Regions from separate parts of the Drosophila melanogaster genome. Here region 2 is linked to region 1. Evidence: chromatin contacts called from public Hi-C data. All regions are on one chromosome and are shown on one strand. The core of a region is the stretch at or near the end of the contact, and the rest is flanking DNA. Distances in the headings are between cores, read along the strand shown.

What was found. A called contact is a pair of places that touch in the nucleus more often than the background predicts.
Region 2: a contact with region 1 is called in a Hi-C map of the Kc167 cell line, with 3 times the contacts expected there. A contact is called at or near these places in 3 of 107 Hi-C or Micro-C datasets (the Kc167 cell line and the S2 cell line).

The regions. Positions count from the first base shown.
Region 1 is chr3L:4,540,390-4,543,581 of dm6, forward strand. It overlaps CG11357, which reads left to right and starts at 1,662. Exons shown (of 4, transcript NM_001259697.2): 1 at 1,662-1,715; 2 at 2,254-2,518. It overlaps CG32243, which reads right to left and starts at 855. Exons shown (of 6, transcript NM_168094.3): 1 at 676-855; 2 at 534-622; 3 at 324-458; 4 at 1-264. The coding sequence starts at 779.
Region 2 is chr3L:8,690,958-8,694,149 of dm6, forward strand. It overlaps lncRNA:CR44526 (long non-coding RNA:CR44526), which reads left to right and starts at 1,746. Exons shown (of 1, transcript NR_124833.1): 1 at 1,746-2,234.

The sequences.
Region 1 (3,192 bases), core at 412-2,911:
GTTTATTAGTCACACTGGATGCTTTTTTCAACGATTCGGGTGTTATTGGTATATCTTTCTTATTTGGGTGCCATATCTGAGTGGTAGTATACGTTTTTAGCTCAACGCGACCATCGGTTTGCTTGTAAACTCCAAGATACGGGGTGACCATTAGACCTGCGGCAAACCCCGTATGGGTCACAAATCGGTTCCAGGAATCAGACATTGAGTACTGTGACACATATGACATGCAACAGTCAATGTTGCTGGAATGTCCAGTTTCATCTTGTACAAATAAAAAAATATAATACATTTCTCGATTTACTTATAACTATCGAGCTTACCCACGCATCGTCGGCATCGAAACACCGGATACAGGCGCCAGGATCTACTTTCTTCGGCCAGCTTGGGATCATATACATTATTGACAACCATCACAAAAAATAAAGACGTGAGTGACTGCCCTTTGGAGTATTTTCCTGATATGAGAAAGTAGATAACATAATGACGCTTATTTGGAATATATTATTAATTTTACTATAACTATAACTCACTATAACTCCAGATCGCATGAAACATGTTAGAATCGAAATTCAGCAGAGACAGCTTTGCCTTCAATATGTTTTCTTGACCCGACGATATTCTGCAAACCTTGAGCTTTATAATTTGCAATTTTTTCGGATGAATCCTACTTACAGATCCCAGGTTATATCGTTGCCATGGCCCAGGATGTCGGCAAACTTTTGCTGCACTTCTCTGACTGTGGGAACTAAGTTTCCGTCCCCTTTTGGAGCACTCATTTTTGCAAACTTTTATTCCTGCTTATTTCTAGAACTTCTTCTGTTGCACGTAGAAGATGGAAGTTGCAACAAAAGGCGGCTATCGATAGTCAGTGCTGACGAACTGTCACTATCTAAGTAATATGATGTATTTACCAGTCATATTAGGGATATTTGTAATTTAAATAAACATTAAATAAAACACTTATCAAAATGTATATCTCTTAATGTTTATGATCACCCCAATATTGTTTACATTCGACTGTTTGTAAATAATTAGGTTTCATAAAAGGCATTATTACTCAACGAATTAAATATTATTCTAATTTTTGTTATTAAGTAATTAAGTAATTACAAAATTTAGTTGGCTGATAACGATATTAGTGCAATTTAAAAAGTTAAAATCTTAATGTTAAGTTAAAATAGGTTTCCTATCGGTTGAATCAATTATCATTGCGTTTCTTCGTAATTTACAACTTACGAATGGCGACTGAGCCGATGCACTTTAATCGATAGCAATTTTGGCAGATGGATCTTGAAAATCTAGGCAAGCTAGATGAGAAAGCGATAGAAATGGTCACCCCAAATTTTAAACGCGTGTCGATGCTTGAGTTCCATCCCTATCTCCCGCTTTCAGTTAACATTCCAGTGGTGTATATAAAATCTTATGCCTGGGGTTTTTGAAATTTATACTTAAATAATATATATTAATACTGAACATGTTAATATTTTTAAATGTGTTTTGATACAAATATTGTTAAAAACTAGATTTCTTTAACTCTGAATATTCAAAAAGTTTTATGAAGCCAACTCCCCTTAACAGCCCTTCTTTACAACTAACAACAACGCCTCTGTTAAATATAACAGTGAATTTCGCCGCTTTAACAGCAACTGAGAGCGGCTAACAGTGCGAGAGAAATTCGAACGGGGCAGCAACAAAAAAGAAGAAAAAGACTGGTAATAACGCTACGCTTCTCAGTTACTCAGTTCCGAACGGGCAAAAAACAATTTAGCGCCCTCTGAAACGCTCTGTGTTTTATTTTCCACTTAAAATATTAAAAAAGTGCATAAAAATTGCACACGTCGCTGATAACTCGCTCGGTATACTTATTCTCTAAAATACTGTCTTTCAAATCAGTTGGAAAATATGACATGATAATAAGTGAACAATAGCCGCGCCGAGAATTTTTCGACGAGTGACGGCGGTTATTCCGTTTTTTATTCAGTTTTTCTTAAAAAACCCAAGCGCATAAACAATTAAAGTCGGACAACACCATCGTTAAATGAATTAAAAGTGAATAAAAGCGCTGTCAACGCCTTTTTGGGCAGCGAAAAAAGGAAAGAGAAATCCAGGCCCAGCATCCTTCAGCCTGCTTCTTCTTCTTCCTCTTCATCTCCTTTTGCATTTCTTTTCGCCGCGTCTGTATAGGTGTTCGTGTTGGTGTGGTTGTGTGCAAGCTTGAAAATTGTGTTAAGTTAAGTAAATTTATTCCAGCTGCCAACAACAAATTGATGCCAAAAATCTATACAAATTAAGTGCTGCGTGCGCGTGTGTGTTGAATTAGCACTCCCAATTGGTGTCTCTTTCGCTCTAACTCTGTTTTTGAACTGTTACCCAAAGCGATGGGTGTGTGTAAGTGTGCGTGAGTGCTTCACATGGAAATTAATTAAAAACGCACATTTGTTGCCATTTCCCTCGCTCTCCCGCAAGGATTCGACTGACTGGCTAATGAGGAAGCAGCCAGGCGAACAACCAGCAGGTGACTATTAATACATAAAAAAAAGCATAAAATGTATGAAATTAATTATGCGAGTGCTTGGATACTATCTCTCCAGATTTCGAGGGGTTTTGTCTTTTACTTTTGCTTATCAGCATCCATTGAACAGTATCCTATTGTTGTCATTGTTGCTGCGGGGAGGGACACTTGCTCTCTCGCTCACTCTCTTTCATGTGTGGGTAGCGTTTTTTTTTTTTGTTTTTTATATACGCATCTATCTCTTCTTTCGCTCTTTTCTTCGCCTTTAAGAGGCGTTGTTGTTGTGTGCTCTTCTTTTGTGCTTTTTTCCAACATGAATTTTCTTCGCTTTTTGTTAGCACGTCGCTGTCGCTGAGGACTGACCTTGAACAAGTTCAGGCACAGTGGCACGCATGCCTGTTTGTTGTCCTCCGTTTTGGCTCGTCTGCTCCTTTTCGCCTTTTTCAACTCGTTGTCCTTGGCCTGTCCCACTGTGCCGCCTCGCTCCGTCTCCCTCTTCCTATCTTTCTGTGCGCCTCGCTCCCGTCTGAATGTTTGCCCAAGACTGCGAGAGTGTTTACCTCATCACTTAGGTACAGTGGAAATCTCACTAGTTCCGATACACCGCTTATCAATAAAAAATAACCCATTTCTATATCAATTTTTCCTGATATCAATCAAGTCATATGTATTCAACT
Region 2 (3,192 bases), core at 496-2,995, 4.2 Mb after region 1:
GCTAAAAACAAATCGTGAGAAAGGCCACCGATGTTGACAATTCACACCCTGGATCGTCGAGAGCGGAAGATTTGTTGCTTTCCTACGCTATGGAAAACTACAGGGAGCTTCTTGGACTCAGACCCCAATTTGCTATCATTAGATAGACTCACTCCAGCATATATTTACATGCTTTACGACTTTTAACACCTGATAAGATTTGATTTAAATGTCACAATTAGCGGATGACAAAAATTTCCATATCAGTGTGAATCTCTCTGTCTGGAGTGTCGGGAGGTATTTTTGAAGTTCATTCCGCTTCGTTTTGCGGATTGCCCTATTTTTAGATAGGCCACGTGCAGTCTGATATCTTATTCTATTAGCTCACAATTACGACGCCTTTCAGGAGTAACTAAGCACTATATTTTTAGCACAAAGTCATGAAAAGGCCTACATTTTATCTATTCACTTGACCATGAGGCATTTCCTTTATTAGTTTTACAATTGCTCAGCAAACCATCAATTACACATTTCCCTTGATAAGCCCATTAAGTGTTTCCGCAAAACTAAAAATGCTCCATATAAGGTCATCGCATTAGCGATAGTAATTGATAGGCTAGTATCGTGGTAAGATTTTAATTTTAGCACTCACATTCAACCTGGAACGTGGAATATGGTGCTATGGGTGTTATGGGGATATAGCAAGGTATCACCATCCGGAAATGAGTCGAGCCCCAAAAAAAGGAAATTCTTTATAGTTTAACGCGATTAGATTTGCGACCGTTAGACTGTAAGGGATATCGGATGGGGTGGGTGTACCATTGCCCAGACGAATCATGCTGATTGCATGCATCGTACGATCTCTGTACGCTGATTCCAGCTCGAGTTCCGGCAGCCAGCTGCTGACGTCAAAGTCTTTAATCGAAAGTCGAAACGATGTGACCCACATACAAACATTGAAAGCACAAGTGTTGGCCTAGCCCTTAGTTGCTGACTAAAGTCGGCCCGGGCAGCCAGATAAGGCCAGACCATCCGACCGCGGATCCCATGCACCGCACCACGTACTCCTTGACGGGGTGTAAGAAATACACTGAGCAAATTTAGAATGAGCTTTACGCTTATCATAGTGATATATGATTGAGACAGGTCTTCTAATATAGTTTTTCCAGCAATGAGTAATAAGAAACGCAAAGAAGGGAGTTCCCCCTTTTATATATTGTGAGTCGGTTCGTTTTATGTAAATAAATTTCTTATAATAAATGCTATTTTTTTTAATCTCAAACAGGTTTTACAATATCTTTAACCAAGTAAATAATAATATATTTTAAATCAATATAATTGATTTACATTTATTAAGACCGTAGATTCTTATTATTTACTTGTCTATACCCAGTACTTTAAAAACTTTGAATATATACTGTAAACTTATTGATTGTATATTTACTTATTTTCAACACATGGTAAAATGTATTTTCGTATCTTAAAGCAAGAACCTAACAGTTTTTTTCAGTGCACAGTTCGAAGGCGTCTACGTGCGCTGCAATGCGAAGCACGAGCCCCGTCGTTAATTTCACCATTAGCCTCCTCGCACAGTGAACACTCTGATAAGACGCCGGCATGCCGTGCCACACATGCACACACATAAATATATAAAGTAATATATGACTGATTGTCTGCCGAGGCCCAAGACGTCGGTCGTCGTAAACAGCTTATCAGCCGGGCAATGTGGTTACCCGTCGAAAGCGCTGGAACGGCAACCAGATCGGGAACCTGTCACAGACAGCTGCCGAGTCTCCGGCTGGCACATGCAATCACCCGGCGGAGCAAAGTGCGAAGACCGACGTCATCGTGGAACGCTGACGCAACGACCTTGCCAAGCGGCCCACCTCCCGACGCTCCCACCGGCCACCCACCTTAAAGTCCAACGGGCTGTGAGTCACCAGTCGCCATTGATTTCCATTAGATTTCGATTCGATGACTGGCACTCATGCGGATCACAGATTACAGGATGTCGGACGACTTAGTTGGATTTCTGGGAATCTCGAAATCCCACTGAGCAATGCTATGATATTGACTTCGATTGCATTGCGGAACTGACTTGGATTACGATTGGATTACAACACGGAACTTTATGATAATATTTTCCAAAAGCCTTTGGTCCAGATTATTAATGATATCATGTAACTAAATAATCATTGAATATTTCCCCTAGCAAGAACTTACATATATATAATAATTATAAGTCCGACGACTTTAAGTGATTTGTTTTTGATGGATTTGAAAGATACAAAATTAAAACATCGCTCAACTTGCAATACTAAGCCACACAAGCTGAGAGTCCACCGATCGATCATTAGTTCTTCTTGGCCATTAGAAAATCCCTTCTTTATATAACACGATCATCCGATACGATCCGTTGCCTCTTTCATCAGCTTTTTGGCCAGACATGCCCTGGGGTCTCGAATCTACACAGACACCTCATACATTCAAAATCGATATTTTTTAGATGCTGCTCTTTCGAGTCGAGCTTAGTGTTTTTTATTTTTTTTTTTTTTTTTGGTTTTTGCTGGCTTTGTCTTTGGCGCCGTCTAGCTCAAAAATGTCTAAAACTGTCATTAATTAGAATTTGCAGCGTGTCGAGTCTGTGCCATCCGTCGTCGCTTGTCTGGCCGTTTGGCATTAAAATGTTAACCACCAAGGGGCCAAAAAGGGGGACCAGACCGCATCGCGAACGTTTCTGGAATTCCCCCGCCGCAAAAAAAGAAAGCAAGCCACAAGAAAAATTAGCCAACAAGCGTGTGTTTGCCAAAGCCAAGGCAAAAACAACACAAAAAAAAAGAAATAAGAGTTAAAAATAATCATAAATAAAGGTAGGAAAATAAAGCAAATATCGCCTGAGACAAAAACCAGTCGGAGATGCCGTTGGAGACGCCAAATGGTGGCTACGCTCGACAGGGGAGGGTGGGGGGATAGGGGGCCACAGACGGGCCCCACTCTAAGCCACTCTAAGCCAACTGAGCAACTGAGCCACTGAGCCACTGAACCGCCGAGCAACAACTCTGAGCCACTTTGAGCCACACGCGCCGCGCTTTTGTCATAAGCCTGTCATAGACCACGCGACTGCAGCTGAATTCACACGCTTCGTTGTGGTTTATTGTATTTTTTTCCATATAATTTATATATCATTTGATTGTATTCCACTTCGTGGAATTT